7 separate regions of the Mus musculus genome follow, and all the other regions are linked to region 6. Evidence: chromatin contacts called from public promoter capture Hi-C data. All regions are on one chromosome and are shown on one strand. The core of a region is the stretch at or near the end of the contact, and the rest is flanking DNA. Distances in the headings are between cores, read along the strand shown. Region 1 holds the start of Med6 (mediator complex subunit 6). Region 2 holds the start of 4930426I24Rik (RIKEN cDNA 4930426I24 gene). Region 3 holds the start of Churc1 (churchill domain containing 1). Region 4 holds the start of Plekhg3 (pleckstrin homology domain containing, family G (with RhoGef domain) member 3). Region 5 holds the start of Mthfd1 (methylenetetrahydrofolate dehydrogenase (NADP+ dependent), methenyltetrahydrofolate cyclohydrolase, formyltetrahydrofolate synthase). Region 6 holds the start of Vti1b (vesicle transport through interaction with t-SNAREs 1B). Region 7 holds the start of Sptb (spectrin beta, erythrocytic).

Region 1 (3,741 bases), core at 935-3,434, 2.4 Mb before region 6:
TATATCATTAATCTGCTCCAGCAGTAATGCTTGATAAAGAACAAGCACTATTATTGTGAGGGACAGAGATACTGTCCAGTGAGGGGTGGAGTTGCCCTTAGAGTTTTCACAGTTCCTAGATTAAGGGGGCAGTGAGGGCAGCGAGCGGAGCAGAGCTCCTAACAGCATGAAGTCCTCAGGACCTGTGGTCCTCAGGGCGGTGCCACACCCAGGCACACCAATCGTGAATGTTCTAACCTGTGGGCTGCATCACATAAAGCTATTTAGCTATATCCTATAAAACTTGCTGTTTCCTGTTGAAACTGTCCACATAAAAACAAAAGAAACAAAGAAACAAACCAAACAGAAAGCCCTCTGGCAGGGCCCTCGCCAGGCTGCAAAATACAGTGAACTTCTCCAGTCTGGCTTATCATACGTTCTGTGTGTTGCCACAGCCTTTCCTAATCTTCTAAAGACATAAGGAAACAAGATCAGTGAAACAAAACCCAAAAGCTTGCCTTTTCCTGCTGAAACTATCCGAATAAAAACAAAGAAACAAACCAAACAGAAAAGCAGAGCAGTTTGGACACACTTCTTTGTCATTTCCGGTATAAAATCCTAGTTCACAAATTGAAGTGAACAAGAAATATGTTTTCTCTGGATGTGGTGGCCCACACCTTTAATACCAGCACTTGAGAGGCGGAGGCAAGTAGATCTCTGTGAGTTCAAGGCCAGCTTGGTAGCCTAGTCAGCAAACCAAGTTCCAGGACAGCTAAAAAATCTTGTCTTGAAAACCAACGTGTGTGTGTGTGTGTGTGTGTGTGTGTGTGTGTGTGTGTGTGTGATGTATTTATTATGCTGAGAATTTAAAATGTGGAATTCTTTGATCTGTGAGTCGAAAAGTCCCAGTTAAATTAATGGTTCTCCTGCCTTGTTTGTGGATTCTGGTTACATGCTGGGGGAGCCTAGGTAGTCCTTAGTTTTGTGAATTTAGGTTCCTTCCTTCAGGTTTTGGGGTTCTCCTCTCAGTTTCTGTATCTTGTTTGTAAGCATCTCCATCATTTTGCTTTTAGAAAACCACACTAGAGACAGAACGTTCTGTTGTGGGTTTCTATGGCTTCCTCACATCACAGAATTGTTCCCTGCCTTCAAGTGTTTAGACACTACTCAAGGAATTCCTCTTCTCTCTCTCTCTCTCTCTTTTTTGTTGTTGTTTTTTCGTTCCTTTTCTCTCATTTAAAAATTTTATTTATTGATTTATTTATTTATTGATTTATTTATTTATTTATTTATTTATTTATTTATTTATTTATTTATTTATTTATTTTGAGACAGGGTTTCTCTGTATAGCCCTGGCTGTCCTGGAACTCACTTTGTAGACCAGGCTGGGATTAAAGGCATGCGCCACCACGCCCAGTTCCTTTTCTCTTTTTAATCTTGTTAATAATTCACCCCTGAATTCCCTTCCTATCTCTTGAAATTTAGTCATAAAATGCTACAGGTTTTTAACTGGTTTAGGTTTTTAGTTGGTTCAATAACAGGAATAACAAAGTCTCTTGATTTTCTCTGCTTGAGATAAGGTGAAAAACGGAGCTCCTAAGTCTAACAGTTTGTTTTTATACTCATGAGGTTTTTAAAAATACTGTCTCTGTGTGTAGTCCAGGCTGGCCCCAAATTTGTTATGCACTTGGCTCTGCCTCCTGAGAGATGGGATTACAAGTGAAAGCCTTGGTTTAGAGAATTTTAGAATGTTAGTAGTGAGCACGAGGCAGCGCTCTGTTTAACCTCTTTACTTGTAAATGAAATTACTTTCCCCACTGTTTGGGCCTAACGCTTTGCTTATTTTTTGTTTGTTTGTTTTGTTCTGGCTCTGTTACTACAACCTCTGCCAGCTGCAGTTTGGCATCTAAGCGAGGGGGTCATTCTTTATCTTCTTACTCCACAGGTCTACAGGCCCCGCCTTCCCTGCGCCATCCTTCTGCGTGTCCCAATCCCCTCCCCTCCCCGCCGCCACCCTGTGACACGCCTTCTTCTTTCCCGCCCGTGTCCAACGACCAAAGCTCAACCCGGCTCCACCCACTTTAGGTCTCATCCCCGCCCCCAAACACTTTTTTTTTTTCCTGCCGCCGCGCTCCGCGTGAATACTTTTGACCTCCCCGCTAACCGTACGGCCGGCAGCCTCCGCTTCCGTCGCGGTAGTCATCGCCTTTACTGTGCGCCGGAAGGAGGCTCTTATAGCGCTTTTGGAATTATGGCGGCGGTGGATATCCGAGGTAATTAATTTTATGCTCCCCTTACCAGATTGTGGTTTACTGGGGTTTCATAGCTTGCGGAAGTCAGCGTTACCCTCTTTTGTGAGGTCTCTCAAGTTCTTCTGAGTGGCTCCTGGATACCCTAAGGCTCTAATCTAACGAAAAGGGGTCGCGCTTTCCCGTTTTCTGACGAGTCTCTTTAAAAGGGTAGATGCGGAAAAACTAGAAACAATTTAGGGGTTTCTCTCACAATGCTGGGCGTTATGTCGGGGCGAAGGGATAGCTTTTCGGAAGAGAGAAGTGGAATAAGATAAGGGCTGATCCCACCTTATGGGTCCCCGGACAGAAATCCCCGTCTTCTTATTAATAATTTTAAATTTTAGCCTATAATACCTTTCACTTATCATTCATTCAGTGGTTGCCTTCGGCAAGCTGAGCAGTAGAGGTATATTTTCATTGAGTAAGAATAAATAAATGAATGGAGACTCAACCTCTTACTAGCTTCTTGGTCGGGTAGCATTTTGTTTAGCAGTTTGTTTTTGCTTGTGTATATTTCATTCTTCCTCTTGGCAATTTCATACATGTACATAGTGGATTGCTTATTACTTAGATTTGTTAGCGTAATTGTAATGTGTCTGGTGTTTAGAGGAATGGCAGAGAAGCTGGCATAGGGAGGAGATGTAGAAGAGAAGATCTGGAAAGATAAATGTGAGAGAACAGTCAACAGGGACGGCATATTCTGACTTTGTCTTTTTTTTTTTTCATTTACGCATTTCTTTACTAGATCATTTTAGCTGCTGACAGTAGTGTAAAAGTCAGGGATAGAATTAGAAACAAAAAAAGGAAAACAAAACGAAACCAGGGCTTTTCTGGGATGGACAGAAATTAGAGGTAGCTTGGAAGAGTGATGACTGCATTAGTGAGAAGGTTAAATCTGCTTGGTTTTTGGTATATTCTGTTTATGAAGTGATCACAACTTACCTTTTATTTTCAGACTTGACTTTTCATTTCAGTTTTTGTAGATGAATGTCCATGGATACATGAGGCTGTTTAAATTGATTGAGATCTGTGAATAATAAAGTAAGTCATACTTGCCTTGACCTTCAGGCATGGATTGGAAGCATTTAGTGATTATTATGCTCATTCCTGATGAATAAAAACTCACAATTTAGTGGGAGCAGATTATCTGTGATTCTGGTTATGGAATAAGAATTAGTAATAAGGGGGCTAGAGAGATGGCTTAGCGGGTTAAGAGTACTGATTGCTCTTCAGAGATCCTGAGTTCAAATTCCACCAACCACATGGTGGCTCACAACCATCTGTAATGGGATCTGATGCCCTTTTCTGGTCTGTCTGAAGATAGCCACAGTGTACTTGCAATTATAAAATAAATTAATTTAAAAAAAGAATTAGTAATAAAAGTATATAAATTTGCCATGAGAACAGAGAAAATGCCACCATTACTACTGTAACAGTTATTGGGTTACAGTGTGCCAAGCATTTAATGTGC
Region 2 (3,641 bases), core at 800-3,299, 2.8 Mb after region 6:
TTTATTTTCTTTACCGGTGCTCTTGTCGGCAGCAGTGACGTTAAGGATGCCGTTGGCATCGATGTCAAAGGTGACCTCGATCTGGGGGACCCCACGGGGTGCTGGGGGGATCCCAGTCAGGTCGAACTTGCCCAAGAGGTTATTGTCCTTGGTCATGGCCCGTTCGCCCTCGTACACTTGCACCAGCACGCTGCTCTGGTTGTCTGAGTAGGTAGTGAAGGTCTGCGTCTGCTTGGTGGGGATCGTGGTGTTTCTCTTGATGAGTGGGGTCATGACACCGCCAGCTGTTTCGATGCCGAGCGACAATGGAGTCACGTCGAGTAACAGCAGATCCTGCACATTTTCCGACTTGTCGCCGATGAGGATAGCCGCCTGCACAGCGGCGCCGTAGGCCACCGCCTCGTCGGGATTAATGCTCTTGTTCAGCTCCTTGCCGTTGAAGAAATCTTGCAGGAGCTTCTGGATCTTAGGGATGCGGGTTGAGCCGCCCACCAGCACTATCTCCTGGATCTGGCCCTTGTCTAGCTTGGCATCGCGCAGCGCCTTTTCCACCGGCTCCAGGGTCCCTCGGAAGAGATCGGCGTTGAGCTCCTCGAAGCGGGCGCGGGTGATGGACGTGTAGAAATCCACGCCCTCGTAGAGCGAGTCGATCTCTATGCTGGCCTGCGTGGACGAGCTCAGGGTGCGCTTAGCGCGCTCGCAGGCGGTGCGCAGCCGGCGCACAGCGCGCTTGTTGGGCCCAATGTCCTTCTTGTGTTTGCGCTTGAACTCCTCCGCCAGGTGGCTGACCATACGGTTGTCGAAGTCTTCGCCACCCAGGTGGGTATCGCCGGCCGTGGACTTCACCTCAAAGATGCCATCCTCGATGGTCAGGATGGACACATCGAAGGTGCCCCCGCCCAGGTCAAAGATGAGCACGTTCTTCTCGCCGCCCGCACAGCCCTTCTTATCCAGGCCGTAGGCGATGGCCGCTGCTGTGGGCTCATTGATGATGCGCAACACGTTGAGGCCGGTGATGGTGCCCGCATCCTTGGTGGCCTGGCGCTGCGAGTCGTTGAAATAGGCAGGAACAGTGATGACTGCGCTCTGCACCTTGCCCCCCAGGTAGGCTTCGGCGATCTCCTTCATCTTAGTGAGGACCATGGAAGAAATCTCCTCAGGGAAGAAGGTCTTCATCTCCCCTTTATATTCCACCTGCACTTTGGGCTTCCCACCTTCGCTCACCACTCGGAACGGCCAGTGCTTCATATCGGACTGCACTGTGGCGTCCTCGAACTTCCGTCCGATCAGCCGCTTGGCGTCGAAGATGGTGTTTGTGGGGTTCATGGCCACTTGGTTCTTGGCGGCGTCGCCGATGAGACGCTCGGTGTCAGTGAAGGCCACGTAGCTGGGGGTGGTGCGGTTACCCTGGTCGTTGGCGATGATCTCCACCTTGCCATGTTGGAATACCCCCACGCACGAGTAAGTGGTGCCCAGGTCGATGCCGATAGCCGGGCCGCGGGCAGACATCCTGACTGAAAAAACAGGCAAAGCAACGTTAGGACGAAAGCGTCAGGAGAGGCAAGCGCAAGCCGGGACCTGAGCCAACGGTCGCTTCTCACAACTCTCCACGAGCGCGACTAGCGTCTCCCGGAGACCTCTACGGGGCTTCTGGTTCTTATAGTCCCCTCCTCCCTGCCTGCTGGAAACTCTCAGAGCCAATCGGTCCCCGGGCCCGCCCGCTCCAACCCGTCCGGCGCTCCCACAGGCTTGCCTGGTCGGAGTGACCAGCCGGTGGTCCAACTGATATCTAGTTGGGTGAGGCGCTTGACGCCAGCCTTGGGCAGGGAGACCAAGGGGCGGCCGTTATGCAAATGAAGCCCCGCCCAGTGCCTCCAGCCGCTTTGGGGGCGTTAAGCTCGCGCCAGGGGAGCCAGTGTGAAAGCCCCCTTTCCCGTTCTCTTTGCCTTTTCTAAAGCGTGATTCGCTAACATCTTTCAGATTGGCGGGGCAGATGCCCAATGAGCAGCGCAGAATCCGAAGCGTGTGGCAGGGAGGCGCGGGGCGGGGCGCGCGGAGGCAGCACGGAAGGGGCGCTGGCCTCCGAAAGGGTTTCTGTACCGTTCGGTGTCGGGTGCCGCCACTGACTCGGCTCCCGGGGCCCGAATTCCTTCTAGGGCGGTTGCATCGAATACAGAACGGCTGGGATCGGTTCTCGCCTTCCCTGCCCCTGCTGTTCCTGTAGCGGGGACTGGGGCTGGGTGAGGGGCGGTTCCAGGGCGGGGACTGCGAAGTTGGGCGGGTACGAGTCAGTACCCCTCCCCCTTCCCAGCGCGTCTCAGAAAGTGCGCGACCGGGGAAGGATGCGGGGTGCTTACCCGGGAGGCGGGTGGCTTCCCGCGCAGCGCGAGCGGCTACGGCTCGCGAGCCGCCTCCGCCCAACTTTCTCCCTCGGCTTTCCTAGTTTATTTTCTTTCAGGCGCCCTAATGGGCGGTTTTGACTTCTTGGTGGCACTGCGTAATAAGCCAGTGTCACCCCTCTGACTCCCGTCCCCGCACGCGTGATCTTGTTAAGGAATTAGTCCTTTTGCGCGGAGTTCGGTTGAATGAGAAGAATAGGTTGGCAGCACAGACTTGTGAGAGGAAGTAGATGAAAAAGAGTCTTTGGCACTTGTTTAGCCGGAATCTGAGAATAATTTTGGAAAGTATTCTCTGGAACAAGGGGGTGGGCAGAAGCTGGCTCCTGTAAAAGGACTCCCTACAGGAAAACGGAGACCTGTAATGTAGAACGACCGCCTCGCCTTACGGATGGGAAGCTGAGGACAGTCGTCGCTGTAAAACTTTGACAGGTGCCCAATATGAGATGAAAAGAACAAGGGAAACGGGCCTAAGTCGTGTGATAAGGGGGTAAGCCAGTCCGGTGACAACAGAGGGCAGGGAGGGGCACACAGAGCCTGAGGGGAAAACATCAAAGCATCCCTGAGGAGGTGACATGCCTAACTCCTGCAAAGGAGAGTAAGAAAAGCATTCTTTATCGAGGTTGAGGTGGTGGAATGTGGGCGACGAGGAGGGCAGAAGAGTTCAGAATTGAAGATTAGAATCTGGATATGTTAAGCAACTTTTTGTGCTTTGGGGTGTTTGTTAGTTTGTTTGTTTTTGTCTTCGAAGCTCCAGGAAAGAAGCACCCCTCTGAAACTGGCCAGTAAGTCGTGTGAGACAGTGATGGAGAAGACAGTATGAGAAACATGAAAGTTTTCGTTGTCTAAAAGGTAATGTTGACAGAATTCAATAAAAAACTTTAAAAGAGCTTTTGATTAAAAAAAAAATTATCTGTGTGTGTGTATGCAATGTGGTGCAGAGGCCAGAATTAGAGACCCTAGAGCTAGAGTGACATTTGGTCCTGAGCCACCTGACACAGATGCTGGGAACTGAACCCAGGTCCTTTGGTGAAGCAGTAAGTGTGCTTACCCTCGGAGCCATCTCTCCAGCTCAGAGTTCTACAAAACTTAATCGGGAAAGTTTTAAAGATTCTTTCTATTCCTATATGTAATTTACAGTTTCAAAACCACGTTTGCCATTGGCAACTGCAGTTCTCTATTTTCCATGAAAGAAACTGAAGAAAAACTTGAAATAGGAAAGGATTAAAGAAAATATCAGACCAT
Region 3 (4,096 bases), core at 356-2,855, 2.4 Mb after region 6:
GATCTTACAAGCATTCTTATACACGTTGCCAGGAGATGAGAGCACGTGCATTTTTCCGGGATAAGCACTTCTGTGTCATTCCAGGGGACATTTAAATTTGATAATGAATGGTAATGACTTTATAAACCAAAGTGGTTGTACCATAATGAAAATTCCTCTAACATAACAATCTCAAAAGACTTACATATAACTCAAAAAAGAAGTTTTCTTTTTGTGGGGTTTTTGTTGTTTTTTCAAGACAGGGTTTCTCAGTGTAGCTCTAGCTGTCCTCAAACTAGCTCTATAGACCAGGCTGGCCTTGAACTTGGAGATCTGCTTGCCTCTGTCTCCCCAGTGCTGGGATTAGAGGTGTGTGCCCATCACTCACAAACTATTAAGAGAAAGAACTATGAGGATGTTTTCCCTCCCAGCCAACTCAAGGGTCCTTCATCTTGCTATTGTCCTGCAGATCCTTCCTCCTCTAAATCATCGTCCAAACCCACCTTATGTGGAAGGAGAACACCGCAGCCCCATTCCTGCTCAATCTTCCTTTTCACTACGTTTAAACAGCAGCCTGTCAATCCTATGCCCCCAAATTGCAAGCCCAGAAGCAGCCCCAGAGCCTTGGCAGTCACTCCTTCACAGAGCAGCCAAGCACTCTCTACACACATCAACGTGCAGTAGTGATTCCCTGAAAGAACAGTAAGAGCCAAGCCTCAAAACCTCCTAAGCCCGAGAGGCGCAAAGGCTTAAAATAAGAGCAGGGGGTATAGTTCTGTTGGCAGAGTGCTTGCCTGGTAGGGACACATGCTGGGGTCAGGCCTCAGTGCTAAGAAGGGAAGGGGAAAGGGAAGGCGCAAGGAAAAGAGAACGGGACGAGGCGGAGAGGGAGATCACAATCTAGTCTCGGCTCTCATACTTGGGCAGGTGATAGGTCCTCTCTGGGGACCAGTTCTGCCATCTTCAAACGTGGGTTAGAACCAGAGGCTGGAAGTGTAGCTCAGTCGGTGGCAAGCTTGCCTCCGCACCAAGCTCTCACTTCCATCCCTAACATTTTCTAAATTGAGCCCAGTGGCGCGCGCTTGTAATGCCAGCGTTCAAGAGGTATGTGGAAGGAGGATCAAAGTCAAACAAAATCCTCCTCGGGTACATAGAGAGTTCGAAACCAGCCTGGGCTACACAAAACCTGTCTCAAAAAAGGTGGATTTTAAAATGACCTCATACGTTCATTCAGCGACAGAATGAGGTAAAAAGAATTCCATCAAGTCGAGCTGGAGGATGAAGCCGGGATCGCGTCAGGGCCTCAGAGGCTGCTGTCAATTTGGGTGGGTAGGTAATTTTGAGGGTTCCCCGTTGTCCCCAGCAACAGAACCGGAAGGACCGCTGACGTCAGCCACCAGAGGGAACCTGCGGCCGGTACTCAGGGTCACTGGGGTGACAGGACTGCAGAGTGGGCCCCTGGCCTGTCTAGGAATATCGGTCGAACACCGAGCCTGCGAGAGGCTCTTCGCGCCCACTTGCTCACCCGATTGGGGTACTCCTTCTCCACACAGTCCCCACACATCGTCACGCAGTTTTCGGAGAACGACCCCAGCGACACCCGGAAGGCGAAACCTCGCGAGAGTTGAGATATCGATTTTGTCGCACACGATCTAAGGACTCCACAGCTGGCTAAAAGTCTCCGCCCATAGCAACGGTTGTTAGGCGGTCTCCGGGTAAGGAGGGTGCACCGAGGACTGGACTCAAAAATCTTCAGGTATTGAAAAGATCTGAGGACTCAAAGAAGTGTCGAAAAGAGGAAGAGGCTTTGAGCCTGAAAGAACTTCTAATAGGCGCCTTCTTGAATTCTGATTAAAAAAGAATTACAGAAGTACAGCAAAAAGGGGAATTGTTTCTTCTTGCCTCCATTTTTACCAGACTCAAAAAACCTGAAATGACAGTTTAAATACCATTTTGTGCTATAATAACAGATAAGAGATCAGACTTCAGAGAAGGAGTAAGCTGGTGTTTGGGAAGAGAAGCTTAGAGCGCTGTCGAGAACCTACTAAATTATTTAAATTAGATTCTTATCATACGCCTTGTACAAAAATCAATTCAAAAATGGATCAAAACCCATTATCTAAAACAGGAAACACTGAAACTTCCAGAAGAAAACATAGGGGATAGTTGTCAAGATATTGGGTTGGAGGGGCTGGAGAGATGGCTTAGCCATTAGGAACACTGAATGCTCTTCCAGAGGACCCAATTTCACTTCCCAGAACTCACATGGCAGCTCACAACTGTCTGTAACTCCAAGATCTGACACCCTAACACAAACACACATGCAGGCAATGTGCATAAAATAAAAGTAAATTTTTTAAAAAAGACACTGCTTTGGACAAGAACTTTTTAATTAGCACAGGAACACTAACACTAACAGAAACTAACCCTTAGTATCAACGGACTACACGAAAAGTTTCTATTCAGCAAAGGACACAATTAGCAGAAAAAAACAGTCCTCAGCATGGGAAACATCTTTACCAGCCATATTTCAAACAAGAGGCAAATATCCAGAATTTATAAGAATTGCAGAAACTAAATACCAAGGAAACAAAACTGCCAGTCAATAAATGGGCAAATGAATTGAATAGACACTTTTCAAAATTAAAAAAAAAAACAAAACATGGCCAATAAGTGTTCATTGTCCTCAAACATCAGGGAAGTGCAAATTAAAATTATTTTTTAGATACCCTCTCACCCCTGTCGGAATGGCTCTCATCAATAAATCTGATGACAAATGCTGGGAAGGATGTGGAGAGAAAGGAACTGTTAGTCACTGTTGGTGGGAGTGCAAATTAAAATACAGACATTGTAGAATCAGTTTGGTGACTACTCAAAAAGTTAAAACTAGAATCACCATATGAACCTGTTATTCTATTCCTGGGCATTTACCCAGAACACATAGGAATATTTACACCCCTGTGTTTATTCCTGATTTATTTACTCTACCAAGAATTAAGATCAACCTAGTTGTCTGTCAACAGATAAAAGTAAAATGAAAAATCTCTCTATATAAAAAATGGAGCTGGGCAGTGGTGCACATGACATTAGTACCAACACTCGGGAGGCAGAGGCTGGCCAAACTCTGTGCAGTTTAGGCCAACCTGGTCTATAGATAGAGTTCCAGGACAACCAGGGCTACACAGGAAAAAAAATACTATTCAGTTCTAAAGAAAAAAAATGAAATCACAAAATTTGTAGGAAAATGAGTGGACTTATAATATTAAGTAAGGTAATACACCCTCAGGAAGGAAAAAAAAGCTGTTCTCCATGATACCCAGAATGTAGTTGTTAGCATTCTAAGCTCCACCCCATAGTTACCTGGCAACAGCCAGGTGTGCCTGACTCACTATAAAAGGGGCTGCTTGCCCACCTCTTCACTCTCTTGCTCCTGTCTTCCTGCCCCTGCTCTGTCTTCTCGACCATTCTTCCCCTCTCTCTCCACATGCTCATGGCTGGTCTCTACCCCTCTACTTCTCTACTCTTTCTTTCTCTGCCTTTCTCTGCCTCTACTACCCTCTTGACTCCCCTCCCCATGCCCTGAATAAACTCTATTCTATACTATATGGTCCTGTGGCTGGTCCCTCAGGGGGAAGGGATGCCTCAGCCTGGGCCCACAGAGACACCCCTTTCTATGCCTCCATAGAACATACCCCACCTCTCTTTATCATTTTATAAACACATCAGTAGTCACTAGTATGTGTGTGTGGAAATAAATGTGTATGTGGGAATAGGATCATATAGAGAAAAGAGAAGAAGAAAGTGTAGCAGTTAATTAAGCCACTTTGCCTCCTGATAGGTCTCTCACTGCACCTGCCCAAGAGCTCTGGATTAGCCAATGAAAGACACACACACACACACACACACACACACACACACACACACGCATGTCAGCTAATTTTGATATGCTTTGACTAGCTCAGTGACTGAGCACTTCTAAACCTCCCCGTGGCTAGCACACACTCCCCTCCAGTATTCCTAGCTTAACACACAAATGTAAAATGCAAACTTCTGGGCACCTCCTCCACCCCCACAGGGCTGCTTTCCCTTTCCCCCTGTACAGCTGGATCACTTTTCT
Region 4 (4,070 bases), core at 1,474-3,973, 2.6 Mb after region 6:
CTTGTTTTCCGTCCACTTCCCCCAGTAGAATTCCACTCTGCCAGGTCAACAATTGCTAAAAAAAAAAAAAAAAACTATATTTCAGTCACTGCCGTGTTCCCTGGTGCCCTGTATTCATACATAGACGCTGCTAGATAAAAATGGATGAATAAATAAAATAGATCTAAGATGCATGGATGTAGGAAGGAGGAGGGAAAGAGGACAACAGAGATGGTATGTACCCGGCAGTACTGGAGGCCTCGGGATGAGCCTCCCGGGTCTGTCGGACCTGGGGGCTCCAGAAGAGCTTTCCTTCAGTCTGTAGTAATGCCAAGCCCTGTCCTGGGGAAGGAGGGTAATGAGTAGGGAGGGCTTCTGTACTTTAACAAAGGCCTCTGGACATGCAGCTGGCCAGAGAGGCGGGACAGAGCAGTGGCCTGGGCCGGAGAACAGCCCGGGATGGCTGGACTGAAGTCAGCCCTCAGTGCAGCTGCAAAGACAACACCTCCCATCACCATGGTCCTCCCCACCCACAACACAACAGAGAGCAGCTTCACAGTTAACCCTCCAGGGCAAGTCACGGCTTGTGGCACCCTCCAGTCTCAGGACCAGAACCTGTACAGGGTGGTGAGTGGGGTGGGAATAGCAAGCCCTACATCTGGGACCAGCACCTTCCTCCCTTCCCTCCGGGTCTGGCCATCGCTCAGGCCGTGGCCTTTGGCCTGTTCTAAGCATAAACACGGTGACCCTGAGATAGCAGCGGGTTTGGTAAAGTCAATATTTACTCTGGGACTATGATATTACAAGCCAGAGAGAGTGTAAACTGCCACAATTGGCTCCTGGTGTCCACCATCTCCTGTGTCACACATGGGGTATAACCAGCAAACATGTAAGGGCTCCTTGTAGCCACTACACAGCTATTTTTTTTTTTTGATAGGAGTTTATGGACTACTTCTCATACACCCTTCTCCCCTTTATTGTTACCACATCCCCTATAAAGAAAAAAGGCTGCTCTGTATGGAAACTGAGTCAGAAAAGATAAGTGAGTGAGGAGAGGGTGAGATCTGGCTTCAGGCCAATCATGTAAGAAAAAAAGCCTCAGACCCGATCAGTCTCTGATGTGACGCAATACAGCCAGCATTAAACCTCTAGCAAAAATCCTGTCGGACTCTCAGCCCAGTGGTCTTCCCACTCTCCTAGTCGGGCCACCTCTGATAAAAAGTCAATAGAAAAGCCCCAAGGCCACTCTAAAACAGACTACCACCCTTATCAGCCCAGACTAAGTGAAGGGGTGAAAGCGGATTTCCAGCACCAGCGGGAAAGTCCAGAGAGTGCGGCCAGCAGAGGCAAGCAGGCATTTAGTAGTCTGTCTACATGAGAGATGGGGTCTGTGAGCCATCCAGTGAGCCCAGAACCATAAGGAATAACAGCAGCGCCACAGTTGGCTTTCTGGTATTTAGTCCCTAGGTTTTATGCTGAGCATCTATAACACAAGATTCCAGTTTAGCAGAGGGACTGGGGAAGGCCAGGCACAGCAGGGAACATCGCCTCTCCCTCTCAGGCTGTCATTTTACTCCACACTAATTATTTCTGAAGGGTTCATTGTGACTGGAATGCACTCTTGAACAAGCACAGTTTGGAAGACTGGGAACCCTAAGACTAGGGTTCTCTGTAAGGTGCTCTAGTACTGATCGGTTGCTGGGAGGGTTAACAATCTTAACAGCCCTTAATCTACCAAGAGTTTAGCGACTCTAGACGATATACTCTCACCCAACTTTTAGCACCACCTCGCAGCGCCGCTTTCTCCACCCTCCAACCATCATGCGGCTTGTTCCGGTTTTTTTTTCCCCCCTTTGTTTTCAAAAGTAGCCGCAGAATAAATCGTTACCACCAAAGGAGCATCTTGAACGACTGAAGCTTGAAGCTTCCCAAATCAAAGGTCTGAGAGAAGGGTGTGAATAACCAAACCAGTTGAAGGGAGTGAAGGAGAGGCTGTTAGGGGCAGCATCAAGGGGCTCTAGATTTGCAGCTCCTGGACACTTGGCTTCTGACACCCACTCTAATCCTCCTGGACATGCAGCTGAGATTCCCAGAAGCACGGTGTGGCACCAACCCAGAACAGACTGAGTGCCTGCGCACTCCTGGGCTGGCGGGACCAGAGGCGAGTCCTTCTAGAAGAGCCCACAGTCTCAGGCAAGCACTAGCCCACGGGCGTCAGGGCACACAAGGAAGGGGTGGCGGGAATGTCGAGAGCTGCCCGGATTTCAAACTCTGCAAAGCCTATGCTGCTTTGGTTTCCGGGGTGGGGATAAAAAGTGACTCCCCTTACGACCTTCCCGCGACCCAACCTCCTCCGAGTGTGTCCGAGGCAGCTCGGGGCCAGGTCCTCATCCCACAGAGGGCTAGCCTGGGGTCTCCGCAGAGCGCTGCCACTCAGCCAATCGAGCATGGGCAAAGAGAGAAAGGCAAACCTAGGGACACTCACCAAGCGGTGGCCGCCCCGCCGGCTCGCGACGCGCCAGGCGCGCGGGGCTGCCCAGGTGGCGCCGCGAAGCGGGCTCGAGTTTGAAAGTCGCTCTCGGAAGCGGCAGAGGCCGCCGGCCGCTCCCGCCCACGGCTGGCCGCCCCGCGGTCCCAGCCTCTGCTCGCTGCGAGCACCAGACGCCGGGGGACCCCCGAAATGCGCACGGTTCCCCAGCACCGGGCAGGAAGTTGCGGCCGGAGTCCAGGCTGCGGCGGGAGGGAGGGAGGGAGAGAGAGAGGGAGAGGGAGGGAGCCAGGGAGGGGCGGACCAGGAATGTTTCCAGTGGGTGGAGACTGCGCTCGCGGCTGCGATCCAGCAATTGGCGGCTCTGGGGGGCCCGGGGGAACCTTCGCGGCGGTGCGAGCGAGCTGTGGCTCCCGCTGTAGACAGCGGCCGCCGTGGCTAATGATTAACGCGCGTGGCCCGCCGTGTGGGTCCCGCTGGCCGCCTCCCCTTGCCACCTGGAACTCTGGGATCCCAAGGCGCACGTGGTGGGGTTACTCTAGTGCCACCGCCCTGATATCACGCCGAGAGGGCAACGAAAGCCTCCAGACCAGGTTCCGACCAGAGAGGACTCGGAGCCCAGCCACCTAGACTTTCCCAGGAGAAGCGCAGGTCTAGGTGGCAAGGGCGTCCTGGTCCTACTGGAGCAGGTCACCACGACCGCTGAGTCAGAAAGGCACGTCTCGAATTCCTCGCCGAAACTAGGTTTCGGTGGCTCTTTACAGTTGTAAAATCTTACCTTCTGAGGAGAAAGAGATAAGAAGCGCATAACTTGGGGCGGGGCGGGGCGCGGCGCTCAGTGGGACTGTTAATGAGAAAAACTGATCGAGGAACCTGAATGTCAGTGGACCCCATTTTGAGTGCGATCTATCAACAAAAGGCATGTACCGGGAAATTAGGGGATGGGAAAATTGGGGGATGATTAGCACAAGCACATAGAATACAAACCAGTTAGATTTTGAGCAAGAACATAAATCTTTTGTGTGGTTTTTGTTTTTGAAGCAGGATTTCAATTATCTGAGACTGGCAGAGGGTAATCTTGAGAGTAATGGTTCTCCACCCTCTATCTCCGGAGTGCTGGGATTACTGGTGTGCACCACCACGCCCTAATTATTGTTTTTATTTTATTTTTTGATTTGAAACAGGCCCACACTTTGTAGCCCAAGCTAGCCCAGAACTCTTGAGTGATCCCCCAGAGTGCTAGAATTATAGGTGTGCGCTACTACACCTCACTAAGAATAAATCTTTCATTGGTAAAGATCTTAGGGGAGGTAGCATTAGATGCTGTCCCCAGTACGCACCATGAAGAGGGGTAGGAGATGGGAGCCCAGTGTGAGATCACAGAAGAAGTAGGACTCCTGCGTTAAACGATGGCACCAGGTTCTTGGAACAGGAATGGAGAATCGACCCCAGTAACTCAGCATTTAGACCGCCAAGTGTAGACAAGTGAAAATCCTAAATAGCTTATAAAATCCCCTCCTCCACCACTGCCCTCAAAAAAAAAAAAAAAAAAAGCTGCCCCAGGGAAAAGCAAGCACCTAGTGATTTACGGGGAGGGGCGGGG
Region 5 (4,008 bases), core at 1,251-3,750, 2.9 Mb after region 6:
AAAACAACCCTGACATTGCAAGAAAAATGCTACATAATTGCATTCATTGGGAAGTTAAATCCAAGCACACAGCTAGAAATAAGACGGGGCATGGCAAGAAACCAGACTTTTCCCAAAGAATACAAAGTGGGAGATATGGAAGAGTGGGTAGAACAGAGGACTGTGGGTAATCAAAGACTACTGTATCCAGGATTGTGCCCAGTAAGTTCATCTTAGCAAGTCTTATAATTTACATTTGTCACTTTAGTAACCATATACATTATTACTACCTATATGCATCCCATAATATGTGACTAACCTAAAATATACTTAGTAAGTTTTTTTTAAAAAACATTATTTCTGTGCATGTGTATGTGTATAAGTGTATGCCATGCCTGTCCGTGGGTACCCAGAAGGCATCTTTCCCTTGGAGCTGGAGTTACAGGCAGTTGTGAATGGTCTGAACAGGGTGCTAAGAACTGAACTGAGTTATCTGGAAGAACAAGATGTGCTCTCCTTAATCCCTGAGCCACCTCTCCAGCCACCACATTAAGGTTTAAGAAAGGGGAAAAAAGCAGGCATGGTGATATATGTCTTTAATCCCAACACTCAGGAGGCAGAGGCAAGTAGATCTCTTTGAGGTCAACCTGGTCTACAGTGTGAGTTCTAGGACAGCCAGGGATACACAGAGAAACCCTGGCTTGAAAAACAAGCAAACAAACAAAAGTCTGATGTAGTGGTCCAGACCTGTGATCTCAGCCCTTGGAAGTATAAGCAAGCACTGAATCAGCAGTTCAAAGCCAGAATCAGATACATTTGAGTTTGAGGCAAGCCTGGGTTACCTAAGACCCTGTCTTTTAAAAAAAGAAAAAGGAAAAAAAAAAAAAGAAAGAAAGAAAGAAAAGAACTTGTATATATTATGATTTCTAGTCCAAAAATCTGGAGTTCTTCCTTGCCTTAGTGCAAGATTCACCATTTAATTTATATTTTTCCTCTTTTTTCGCAATCTTCAACAAAAGCTCTCTTTACTCTAGAGTAGGCTTCACCATCATTCTCTCAAGGTCTCTTGTGACAAAACCAAGTGTTTACTGGACACTTACTGCTAGCCCCAGCAGTTAATAAATAACCAGATACCTAATGTCGGAAAAGCAACCTTCAGCAAGTTCACAAAAACAGACCTTTCTCTCTCCTCAGCAGTCCCCAACACTCACTCCCTAAACAAAAAGCAAGGAATGTAGCCCAGATGTTATGCACACTTTCGGGCTCCACACTTAGGGGCTCAATTCCCAGCCCTCTCTCCCAAACAGCAAAAGGGTGCTACTCTCTGGGACGACACTTGGCAAACATTCCCACTAGTTAAGCATTTAAATCTGCACGGCCAGAACAGGTGGTCTGACGGAATATGGAATAGGGTCAGCACACAAGAGCCAAACTGAAAAGTAACTTTAGCGCCAGGACGGATAGGTAGGCTGTTAAAGGGTAGAGCAAGCGAGCGCTGGCGTAGTAGCTGAGTGGTGCGGCGCTTGCCTTGCCTGTGCGATACCTTGGAAGTGAAGCCGGCGGGGTGAAAGAGAAAAAAAGACAGCATTTGGTGTAATGAGGAATGCGCTGAATTAGAGGAAACCCTCTAGGCCAGGTGTGGTAGCCCAAGCCATTAATCCCAGCACTCAGGAGGCAGAGGCAGGAGGGGATCTCTGTGAGTTCAAGATCAGCATGGTCTACAGAGTAAGTTGCAGGACAGCCAGGGCTCCGTGGAGAGACCCTTTGTCAGAAAACAAACAAACAAAAAATTAGAAAGAGACCCTCTCTCTGATTTGACCAATCACCCGTGTCAAATCTTGCCACAACCGAATCACCACCAAATTGCCAGACAAGCGGCTATGCTGGGTTTCTGAGGTTGGACTCCTCAGGTAGCCCGTGTCTAGGCAGAATGATGCCAGCAGCTACACTTTTGAGAACAAGGTCAGGTCAGGACTTGCCGCCAAACCTAGGAATGCAGCCACCCCAGGCAGTCTATTGCAATTGCACATTGGGCCGGGCATGTGTTTCTCTGGCTTCAGGAAACCAGTCTTCAGATTCTAGGAGCCCGTGTCGATGTCCTCTCTTCCCGCAAACCCCATCTAAGCACCTCTCCTGCAGAGCCCAGGCGCTTGGGGATCTGCACGCCCTGCTCTGAGCCCACCACCACTATCACTGGCAAGTACTTACGCAGAAACCAGTTTCCCGTTCAGGATTCCCGCTGGTGCCATGGCCTTTGCTAGTCTGCCACCCACGGTGAACACCAGCAAAAATCAGGTTCCAGTCGCTCCGCGCGCGCAGGACAGCACAACCCACGTGCTCAGGGACCTCCCGGGAGAAATCAGCTAGTGCGCCTGCGTCGCGCTCAGCAGCGAAGGTGCGCAGGCGACCCGGAAAGACGTCGTGACCCGCTGACAGAGGAGGCCCAGGAGCGTCTGCGGGAGCCGGTGGGCCCAGGCAGCAAGAGGGTTGTCACCAAAGACTGGTTGGCGGCAATGACTGGCTGCGGAAAGAGCCTGTGTGGAGCCCGCCTCTGATGAGCCGGGAGCTTCCCGCCTCGCTTTTAGCCAATCAGAGATAGTGTGTAGGGGGCGCGGTGGAACTGGGCGGAGTCCGGGCAGGAATGGGCCTGTCTGAGCAAGTTTGCGTGACCTAGGTTGCGGCGACAGAGTCCTGCAAAGCAGTGTGATTTTGGATCGTACTGGCTTCTCCGGGCAGGATCTTGGAGGCCTTAAGCTGATTCCGGCTACTGACCTGGAGCAGGCAATGCGGCTTTCCACGTTGTCATAGGCCCTAGCTTTCAGAGTGTGGTGGGGAACACCTGGGATAACTGCCTCTCTGTTACCCTCCTAGCAAGAGTGAGGCTATCCTTAACGAGGCAATTGTGTCCCTCTGGTTAGCCATCTGCGGAGGAAGCACTCCAGGGAATTGCTTTTCCACCAGCCAGAGTAGAAATTTGTTTCCGGGGAAAGAGATTTCAGAGATCACCTTGCAGGACTGAAGCCAAGACAGTAATGGACAGGTCCACACCTCGACCTTCACTGTTCAACTCTATATCAAGTCTGACTCTTTACTTAAACCTCAGTTTCATATTAGAACTCAGAAGATAAGACTTCTCTTTGTCCCTCTTCCCAATGTGGCCGTATTGAATAAATCTCCTTTTTCTATATCTTACCATTACTTGTTTAATCGACTTATTAAGGATGGTGACTAACCTGGTTTATTAGATTCTCAGAGCCCAGGGTCTGGCTCGCAATTCTAGTAACAGCAGGGACGATCAATCCACAGCCTTGACATAGAGACAAGTTCGCTACTACTGAACCCAGCCTTCCATAACTAAAACCTGCTATCCTCCCAGGGTTGAAGCCCAAAAGCAGGCTCAGCCCAGCAGCTAAGAGGGACCTCAGAGCAGAAGCGTGGGGCTTCATCAGCGTGAAGGGAGCAGAGTTCAGGACGAGTGATCCTCTGGTCTCAGCGGACCAAATCAGTATTGAAGCAGAGACTACTTTGTTCATCAGCTAGATGCCAGCAAGGCTGGCATCCCTCCCCATTTGCCCTGGTGCAGAAATGAGTTTGGCCATGTCCTCGGGAGCCTGGTGGTAGAGGAATACATCAGAGCCACTGCCTTGACTTTGCTTTTTCTGCCGCTGGAACTGGGCTGGATTCTTACTGTTGGGTTCGAGGTACAAGCCGAGAAAACTTATTTCAGACTCAGGAAGCTTAAAAATGAAAGCTTTATTCTCTGAGCGCTCAGGAAGGCAGCCAGTTCAGGACCTGAAACATGTCCCAGGAAGGATACTGTACAACATTTTAAAAGGATGGGAACACAAAGTGAGAAGTGAGCTGGGGTGAGCTGGGGTGAGCTGCAGTGTTATCCAATTGTATTTTGGTTGACATTTTGGCTTAAGCAAGGGAGTACCCGCTGGAGACTGGGTGAATCCAAGGGACCTGACTTCAAGGTCCTTAATTCATTCTCCTGAACTTTAGGTCTGGAGCTCAGAGTGATAAGGG
Region 6 (3,652 bases), core at 876-3,375:
TACGATTCTGCTTTATTTGGAGAGCTTTTATCAAAAGCAATGCAGACCAAGGGTGTCAGGAATCCCTCATGTTCCCATCACTGGTTTGGAGGATGCTATTCTAAGGGAGTTTGCCATTTCCTCGGGCTGACAATTATATTTTAAGCTTGAATATGTAAGACTGACAGGACCACAATCTTTAACTTCTAATATTTGTAAATTAATAAATTTATGGGTTTGTTCTGACCAATAAACGTATTTTAAAATTAGTTTATGGGGATATTGGAAAATTTTTGACAATGCAGTGATTAATTAAAATAATATTTCACTTAATTTATATTCACTTGTCAATGAAAACAAAGGTTCTTTTCAATTACCTTGTTTTTAATTCTAGATTATAACTGTTAGAATTAAATGAAAGTAATTGTAGCTTAAAGAAAACACAGTTATGCAGTTATTTCCCATTCTATTGGATGCCTGTGTCCCAGAATCACTATAGTACACCTAAAATGCAAGTGTCGTTAATTTGGTTTGTGATCACCAGACCAATCATCAAATCATTTTCTACTTACGTGACACCGACCAAAGGTCACTGTTTCCACATCTCTCGGTCTTGGCAGGAGCTCCTTTTTATATCTATTTCTGCGACAGAAAGATAAGACTTGGGGTTGAAGAAATGTCACAGTTCTTTGGATCACACACAACTCTTAACAGCATGGCAGGCAGCCCACCTGTAACTCCAGCTCCAAAAGACCCAACACCCTCTTCTGGGCTCCACAGGCAGGGCACTTGCCCTCACATGTGTTCATACATATTCAAGTATAAATTTTTTAATTTTATGTTTTTTGGGCATGGTTTCTCTATATGGTCTGGCTGTCCTGCAATGTGCTCTGTAGACCAGGCTGGCCTCGAACTCAGTGATCCATCTGCCTCTGTCTTCCAAGTGCTAGGATTAAAATTGAACAACAACACTCTTGAACTACCTTTTAATTTTATAAGAAAAATATTAAGACTTCGCACCACTGCTAACAACATCAGACTTTGTCATCCCTGCACACTGCGTTTTGTTTTTATTTTTTCATTGAATTTAACGGTTGGTGGATTCAAGCTTGTAAAACCCAGGGCTTCAAAGACAAAAATCACCAGGAACCCACTCCCACACACACCTTAGAAGATGGACTATAGGATTTGCTTATGCTAGATAAGTGTTGTACCCCTCGGTAACACCCTTTTATATATATATATATATATATATATATATATATATATATATATATATATATATATATATATTTCCATGTATAAATATTGAATCACCACGAAAACTTTTGTGAGTGGGCCCTTTGTTGGAAACCCTGCCAACAGTATACACAGGGGTTTATATCTATGGAAGGACAGAAAGGACTTCGTAATTGTTGATATATTTCACATAAGGGCAGATAAGATGGGTCTGTCTTCCACACCAAATCATACATTACCCAAGGGCAGAGACAAAATTACTTTGATCAATATATAACTTTGGTTTATCAAAATGTCTATTCTTAACATGTTGTGAATGAGAACCCGGGGCAGCCTAATGGTCTGGACTGGTTCAGCCGCTAAAAGCTGTGGGTATTCTGGGATCACACTGCCCATTTTCCGGTTCTGAAAACATGTGACCCTGGCCACTTAATCTCTCCACTTTTATTAGAGTTATACCATCCGAGGGTAGGCAGGCCTCTGCTCATCTATCTAGGGCTGAGACTGAACATTTAGACGGGATATGAAGTCAGGTGGCAGAAGGAACTGCGATGACAGCGAGGGGCGTGTGCTAGCCAGTCTGCGCAACACCGCTGGCACTCCGGGCCCTCCCTGCACGGCCGTCCTCCCTCACTTAACTACAATTCCCAGTATGCACTGCAGGACCGGCGGGCCCGGATGAGGCGGCCGAGGCGCCAGTCCCGCGGGCTCCCTCGGGCCCTTCCCTTTGGTACCTCCTCTGTGCCCACTGTTTGTCTCCAGGTCGGAGCCACCGGCTCGTCTTGGCGCGAGACCGCGCCCCTGTAGTAGCTGAGTGTCGTCCCCGCCCCGGCTTCTTGTCAGGCTTTGGCGCCCGGCGCCCGTGCAGTGACAAGCAGGGGGAGGGCGTCCGGCTCCGAGGACCCCGGAAGCGCCTGATTCCGGGAGGCCGAGGTGCGGCTGCAGTGATGGCTTCGGGGCTGGGCAGCTGATTGCTGAGGTGGGAGTGGGCCCAGCGCCCGGTGGCCGCAGCTCACGCGCAACCTGCGCCATGGCCGCCTCCGCCGCCTCCTCCGAGCATTTCGAGAAGCTGCACGAGATCTTCCGCGGCCTCCTTGAAGACTTACAAGGGGTGCCGGAGCGGCTGCTGGGGACCGCGGGGACAGGTGAGGCGGGGGCGGGACCAGGCCGGGAGGACTCCGCAGGGTGCAGGATCCCAAACACCGACCCGGGGCTCCCCGCTTCCCCTTTGGGCACGCCCCCTGCTGCTGTCGGGCCCCGGACGCCCAGGGTGTGCTGCCTCTTGTGGTGACTGGGGGCGTGCAAAGGGATAGACATTAGGATGTCCTCTCCTAGCGAGCCTTTAGTTATCTTCCTCTCCCAGTAGCATAGGGCATTCTTCAATCTGTGCTCCTGTGACAAAACAAAAAACAAAAACAAAAAACAAAAAAAACCCTTAATTTGGAGTTGGGCATGTAGGAGTTTGGCATTTTGGTAGGCAATGAAATTTTAAAAATAGTTGTAACCATGGAGATTAGCTTATATGTGAGACAGTGGCGGGAGGTGAGGGGAGGAAGACAGCTACATTGGAGAGGAACCGGAAGTCTCACATTTAGACTTTTTTGACGTACTAGGGTAAATCCTTAAGGAACATAAGCAGCGGAGTAATGTGGATTTCATTTTAGAAGCAAGGCGGCGGATAGCTGGATAGAGGATGTGAGAATGGCTATAAGAGACTGTGTTAGGAGCTTCTATGACAGTTGACTGGGTAAGCATGCGAATCTGGAGAGTGAGCATTAAATCCAACAGGTGGTGCCGAGATTTATGAGACTGGTGGATGTGAGGAGGAAGATTGAGAAGGGGCCGTGTCTTCTCACGTGATCAGTTGAATGAATGAACTTAAATAAGAGGCGCATACTCGTTTGAGCTGGAGATGAGAATGTCTACCTGTGCATTAAAGATAACAGTGTATGACAAAATATTTTTCTGCCATTCAAGAGATTGCCAGTGGTGAACACTTTTAATCCCAGCACTTGGGAGGTAGAAACAGAATCTCAGTGAGTTCAAGGCCAGCCTGGTTTTACACAGCAACACAGAGTTCCAGACCAGCTAGATTCTTCTATCTTGAGACTCTATCAAAAATTAAAAAAAAAAAAAAAAAAAAAGGAAGGAAGGAAAGAAAAGAGTTCTAGAGTCAGATTATCTAAGTTACATACACCTTTTATTAGCTATGTGACTTTGCAAGTTATTTTAACCAAACTAGTTTCCACTATAAAGTAAAACGTAGCATCTGACTTCATGGAGTTTTTGTGGGGAGTAAATGAGATATGTAAAGCTATTAAAAACACCGTCTGGCAACAGTAAGAGCTACCAGCTATTATTAATATGTGTTTGTTGTTTTATTTAGAAATATTAGCTCTCTACACAGTTATTCTTAGGATGCTCTTTTTGCTTG
Region 7 (3,774 bases), core at 1,162-3,661, 2.5 Mb after region 6:
TTGGGGGAAGGCATAAAAGCATAAAATTGGGGGAGGGAGGTTAAAGAAAAGGGAGTGGTTCTGAGAAGAGCTGGGGGAGTGAATATGATGCAGACATGTAAGGAATTCTCAAAGAACTGTGTGTGTGTGTGTGTGTGAGAGAGAGAGAGAGAGAGAGAGAGAGACTATGAAGGAGAAGGAGACTAGCAGACATCCCCCTATAGTTAGACGACTCTAGTGTCCTTACTTACATCCACCCCCTTAGCCTCACCTATTGATTTCAGCTAGAGCTGGGCACTCAGTCTCTGAAGGCTTCCTCCCAAACCTTGGCTCACAGCATCTACTAAAGTCTTAAGCTCTCCCTTCGGGTCCCAGAACTCTTCCAAAGCTGCAGATTAACTAGGGAAGCTTACAGGGAACCTTGGAAATCCAGGTTGTCAAGATGGGCAGGGACAGTCCTTTGACCAATGAAGATGAAGGTCCATCTTTATCTCCTGTAGAGAATTCTCAACGATACTTTATAGATACTGTACAGTTTTCTAAGAAGGCCCCTGAAGACGCTCTGTCTCAACAATGACCTTGATAGTGAACCTTTCTATCAGTGTCCCCCCTCCCTCCCCCACACTGTCCCGAATTTCTCATTCCTGTGCTTGTGCAATGCCCTTTCTCTCTGCACTTCTAAACTTCCTCTCTCACTGGGCTCTGATTTATCATGTCACTGTAACTCTATTAGCTGGGAAGCATTTGGGGATGTTGTCAGGATAACAGGATCTGCAGCAAATGAGGTTGTATTGAATTATTTATCGTTCAGCTAAAGTCGAGATAGCCACAGCAGAAGAGCTGGTTTGTAAAATCTTGGACTAATCTGTCTGTTGCTTTGGAGCGTTTGTCGTCGTCATATTCATTTTTTTCTTGTGGTTGAAAATTATAAATTTGAACGCTCCAAAGGAAAATATGTGTGCAACCATTCAGTTCAGAGCCTCAAGCCTATAGCTAAGAATTATCTGTTTCCTCTAATATATAATTACGTAGCTGCAAAGCTGCAATTCTGGGATTCATGAATTTATTTAATAAGTTTATTCACACACGGTTTAAAACACATAAATACATAATTCCAACCCTCCCTTTTTCTTTCAAAAATAGATCAAGGATTTCTACTTGTGATATCTAAGTCTCAGCTTTTGAAGTTGGCCTGTTTTTTGTTTTTGCCAGGAATTAGTTCCTAAAAAGATGATTTTGAACTCAACAACAAGCAAAGCAAATGGTTTGGGGTGGTGCTGGAGGATATTGGGGAGTCCCAGGGCCTTTGGAGTGCTAAATGTGTGCTTTGCTTAAGATCTACAGCTCTTGCTCACTACAGAGAATTGCTAGATGGTCTGAGTGGGGGAAGGAGGTGGGAGGTCGCTGTTAACCTCTAGGATAGCCCAGGCCGGTGTGTCATTTTCCTTGTAATACTGATGCCATTTGGGAAATTAGTATGTAATAAGAACTCAGGCAAAAGGGGAGGGAAGAGTTCTATGGCTTTTTAATACCTGTGGATTTTGTCCCAATTAGCATTTTTACTGTCCAAATACCTACTCTCAAAAGAAGTGTGACGGCAGCAGGCAGTGAAATATCTTTTGCGTACCTTTAATACCCAATACTAAGCTTGAACATCTGGCAACTCAACACACTTTGCTCATGAATCCTAGAAAACAGCGTAATTATACACTCAAGCAAACAAGTCAAGAGAAAGGCTGTTTCCTGTTAAGAATTCCGGGGAGCATCAAAGTTAAAGCTCCCTTCTGCATCTATGCTCTTTTTAATCGCCACTGGTGTCTCCATTACACTTGCGATTACCCGGGTTGATAGTCTGTGAGAGACCATCCCAGGCACAGCGTATGGAGGGCCGCCCCTCCCCCCCCCCCATAAAAATAAAACAAGGAAAGGTACAGCAAGGCACGCAACCAACATTACAGAGCGATGACCTTGTATTGTTAAAAAGTCAAGGAAATAGCCTGCCTTGCAAGCCGCCCGTGTTCGTCCGTGTGTCACCCTCCCTAGTCGCAGATGTACTTGACACCCTTGGTTCTAGCATCTCCTCTGGCCTGCTGTACACCACCCTACCAAAGCTTGCAGTGAGAAAGCAGGGTCTTGCCCGGAGACCCGGGCTCACAGGATGGTGCAGGTGGGCTGGTATGCTGGCTTGCCTGTTGATTATGGACCCTGCAATATGCAACTGTAGGCTGAGCGCCACCAACCAGCACAGCCGGGTTCTCCGGGACAGTACCTTGCTTACAAGCAGGAGCCGCGGCCTCCAGCCCGCAGGCTGGGGGCGGGGGCCTCGGCCCAGTGCCCACCCCCTGTGCTCCCAGCGTCTGCTCCTACTACCAGCCGGTTGTAGCCGGCCGGGAGCGCGCTTTCTAACGTAACCCGCCCGCGGGAACAATCTGTCCCTTCCAGCCTATCTCCGGAGGGGCATTACAGCCGGGGCGCCCTCCTCACCCACCCTATGGCCTAAACGGGTCTTTAGATGTTTTTTCAAAACCAGATCGTAGTCTGCAGGGACGCTAGGCGGGAAAGGCTGGGAGGACTCCTTTTCGCCGCCAGCTTGCGGCTCCGGGCACACAAATTAGGCCGGAGCAGCAGAGTCGAGTCCTCTTCCCGTGGCAAGGGGCTCTGTGTGTGCGGGATCAGGGGAGGTGAGAGAGGACCCTGGCGTCCCAGGTCCCAGCGGCGGCGGCGCTAGCGGCTAGGCAGGTGCCCCCGGGCGCGCAGTCTGATTGGCAGGTGCAGGAGTGGGTGGGGAAGGCGGGCCTGGCGCTGCGGGAGGCTGCAGCCCCGCCTCCCCGCCCCCGCCGCGGGACTATCTGGTCCCGGCAGCAGCGATGTCCCCCGGCAGGAATGTCCCTCCTCAGATAATGTTATTTATATCTCTGGGCGGGTCCGCGGCTCCGCTGCACCAGGCGCCCGGCGGCCACTGTGCCAGGAGCCCCGTGCTGCCCTCCTCCCCCTGCGCCGCCGCCCCCGGGCTCGGGGTAGCCGCCGCTTCAGCCCCAGCGCAGGTGAGTCCCCGAGGGCCGCGCGACGGGAGGGAGCTGGGTGCCCCGGAGCCAGCGCCGGGGAGTGCGGGGCCCAGGGGGCGGGTGACGCGACAGCCCGGTGGGGGCCTGGCCCCGGGTGCCTAGCACGGGGCGGGAGGGGTGAGGAGCCCAGGAGGCCCTGGCGGCTGCGGCAGTCGTCACCCCGGGACGCGGGAACCCGCGTGGGTTTCGCAGGCGCTGGGCGAGCAGGGCGCTAGCTTTGGGAAGCCAGCTAGTAGAGTGTCGCCGTGGGGCACGGGGAGTGGGTTTGGGGGGTTTGTGCTCTTGGCCGCCTCCCCCAGGACCCTCGCCTGGGAGCAAAGTTGGGGGGGGGGGCTGCCTGTCGTCGGTCTAAGGACTGTCCGCGTCTGTGCCTCCTGCTGCCTGGTTTCTCAAACCCCCGGGCGTGTCGGATCCTCTTCTGGAACTTGGCTAGCGCGCTCCAGGGCTGCCCAGTGCCAAGGCTGGGAGGACAGTTCAGGGCAGCAGAGGGGGCCGGGCCTCAGGATGTCAGGCAGGACGTGCAGAGTGGCCCAGTGTAGACTGAGAAGGGAGAGATCAAGTGTCCCAGGACTATACTTCAAGGACCCCCACCTTTTCCCTTTGAGTTCCTTATCTCCAAGCTACTGCCCACTCTACGGTTACCCTTCGTGCCAGTTCCAGCAACTTGGCCCCGGAGAAATAGCAGAAAATGGAAGAAACAAGAGCTCTAACACAATCCTCAAGTCCCACC

What was found. Promoter capture Hi-C pulls out the DNA fragments that hold promoters and counts their contacts. Capture Hi-C pulls out chosen DNA fragments and counts their contacts.
Region 1: a promoter capture Hi-C map of liver shows a contact between it and region 6, with 2.6 times the contacts expected there. The contact joins the promoter of Med6 here to the promoter of Vti1b in region 6. A contact is called at or near these places in 1 of 39 promoter capture datasets (erythroid cells) and 2 of 9 other capture datasets (adipose tissue and liver).
Region 2: a promoter capture Hi-C map of cranial neural crest shows a contact between it and region 6. The contact joins the promoter of 4930426I24Rik here to the promoter of Vti1b in region 6.
Region 3: a promoter capture Hi-C map of liver shows a contact between it and region 6, with 2.5 times the contacts expected there. The contact joins the promoter of Churc1 here to the promoter of Vti1b in region 6. A contact is called at or near these places in 7 of 39 promoter capture datasets (the C10 cell line, the HPC-7 cell line, hippocampal neurons and 3 more) and 1 of 115 datasets of contacts at active chromatin or transcription factors (astrocytes).
Region 4: a contact with region 6 is called in a promoter capture Hi-C map of pre-B cells, with 2.5 times the contacts expected there. The contact joins the promoter of Plekhg3 here to the promoter of Vti1b in region 6. A contact is called at or near these places in 2 of 39 promoter capture datasets (liver and pre-B cells) and 1 of 115 datasets of contacts at active chromatin or transcription factors (embryonic forebrain).
Region 5: a contact with region 6 is called in a promoter capture Hi-C map of liver, with 2.6 times the contacts expected there. The contact joins the promoter of Mthfd1 here to the promoter of Vti1b in region 6. A contact is called at or near these places in 1 of 39 promoter capture datasets (liver) and 1 of 115 datasets of contacts at active chromatin or transcription factors (astrocytes).
Region 7: a contact with region 6 is called in a promoter capture Hi-C map of hippocampal neurons, with 3 times the contacts expected there. The contact joins the promoter of Sptb here to the promoter of Vti1b in region 6. A contact is called at or near these places in 1 of 39 promoter capture datasets (hippocampal neurons) and 1 of 115 datasets of contacts at active chromatin or transcription factors (astrocytes).

What each region holds. Positions count from the first base shown.
Region 1 is chr12:81,593,451-81,597,191 of GRCm38.p6, reverse strand. It overlaps Med6 (mediator complex subunit 6), which reads left to right and starts at 2,184. Exons shown (of 8, transcript NM_001347384.1): 1 at 2,184-2,252. The coding sequence starts at 2,231.
Region 2 is chr12:76,402,402-76,406,042 of GRCm38.p6, reverse strand. It overlaps 4930426I24Rik (RIKEN cDNA 4930426I24 gene), which reads left to right and starts at 2,049. Exons shown (of 4, transcript NR_166810.1): 1 at 2,049-2,886; 2 at 3,148-3,248. Hspa2 (heat shock protein 2) reads right to left here and starts at 1,867. Exons shown (of 2, transcript NM_001002012.1): 1 at 1,754-1,867; 2 at 1-1,514. The coding sequence starts at 1,509.
Region 3 is chr12:76,763,047-76,767,142 of GRCm38.p6, reverse strand. Churc1 (churchill domain containing 1) reads right to left here and starts at 1,605. Exons shown (of 4, transcript NM_206534.2): 1 at 1,505-1,605. The coding sequence starts at 1,543.
Region 4 is chr12:76,532,213-76,536,282 of GRCm38.p6, reverse strand. Plekhg3 (pleckstrin homology domain containing, family G (with RhoGef domain) member 3) reads right to left here and starts at 2,723. Exons shown (of 19, transcript NM_153804.4): 1 at 2,465-2,723. It overlaps Mir5135 (microRNA 5135), which reads left to right and starts at 3,071; the gene lies at 3,071-3,149.
Region 5 is chr12:76,253,724-76,257,731 of GRCm38.p6, reverse strand. Mthfd1 (methylenetetrahydrofolate dehydrogenase (NADP+ dependent), methenyltetrahydrofolate cyclohydrolase, formyltetrahydrofolate synthase) reads right to left here and starts at 2,500. Exons shown (of 28, transcript NM_138745.2): 1 at 2,188-2,500. The coding sequence starts at 2,228.
Region 6 is chr12:79,170,931-79,174,582 of GRCm38.p6, reverse strand. Vti1b (vesicle transport through interaction with t-SNAREs 1B) reads left to right here and starts at 2,125. Exons shown (of 6, transcript NM_016800.3): 1 at 2,125-2,363. The coding sequence starts at 2,249. Rdh11 (retinol dehydrogenase 11) reads left to right here. Exons shown (of 7, transcript NM_021557.6): 7 at 1-350.
Region 7 is chr12:76,709,184-76,712,957 of GRCm38.p6, reverse strand. Sptb (spectrin beta, erythrocytic) reads left to right here and starts at 2,411. Exons shown (of 36, transcript NM_013675.3): 1 at 2,411-3,023.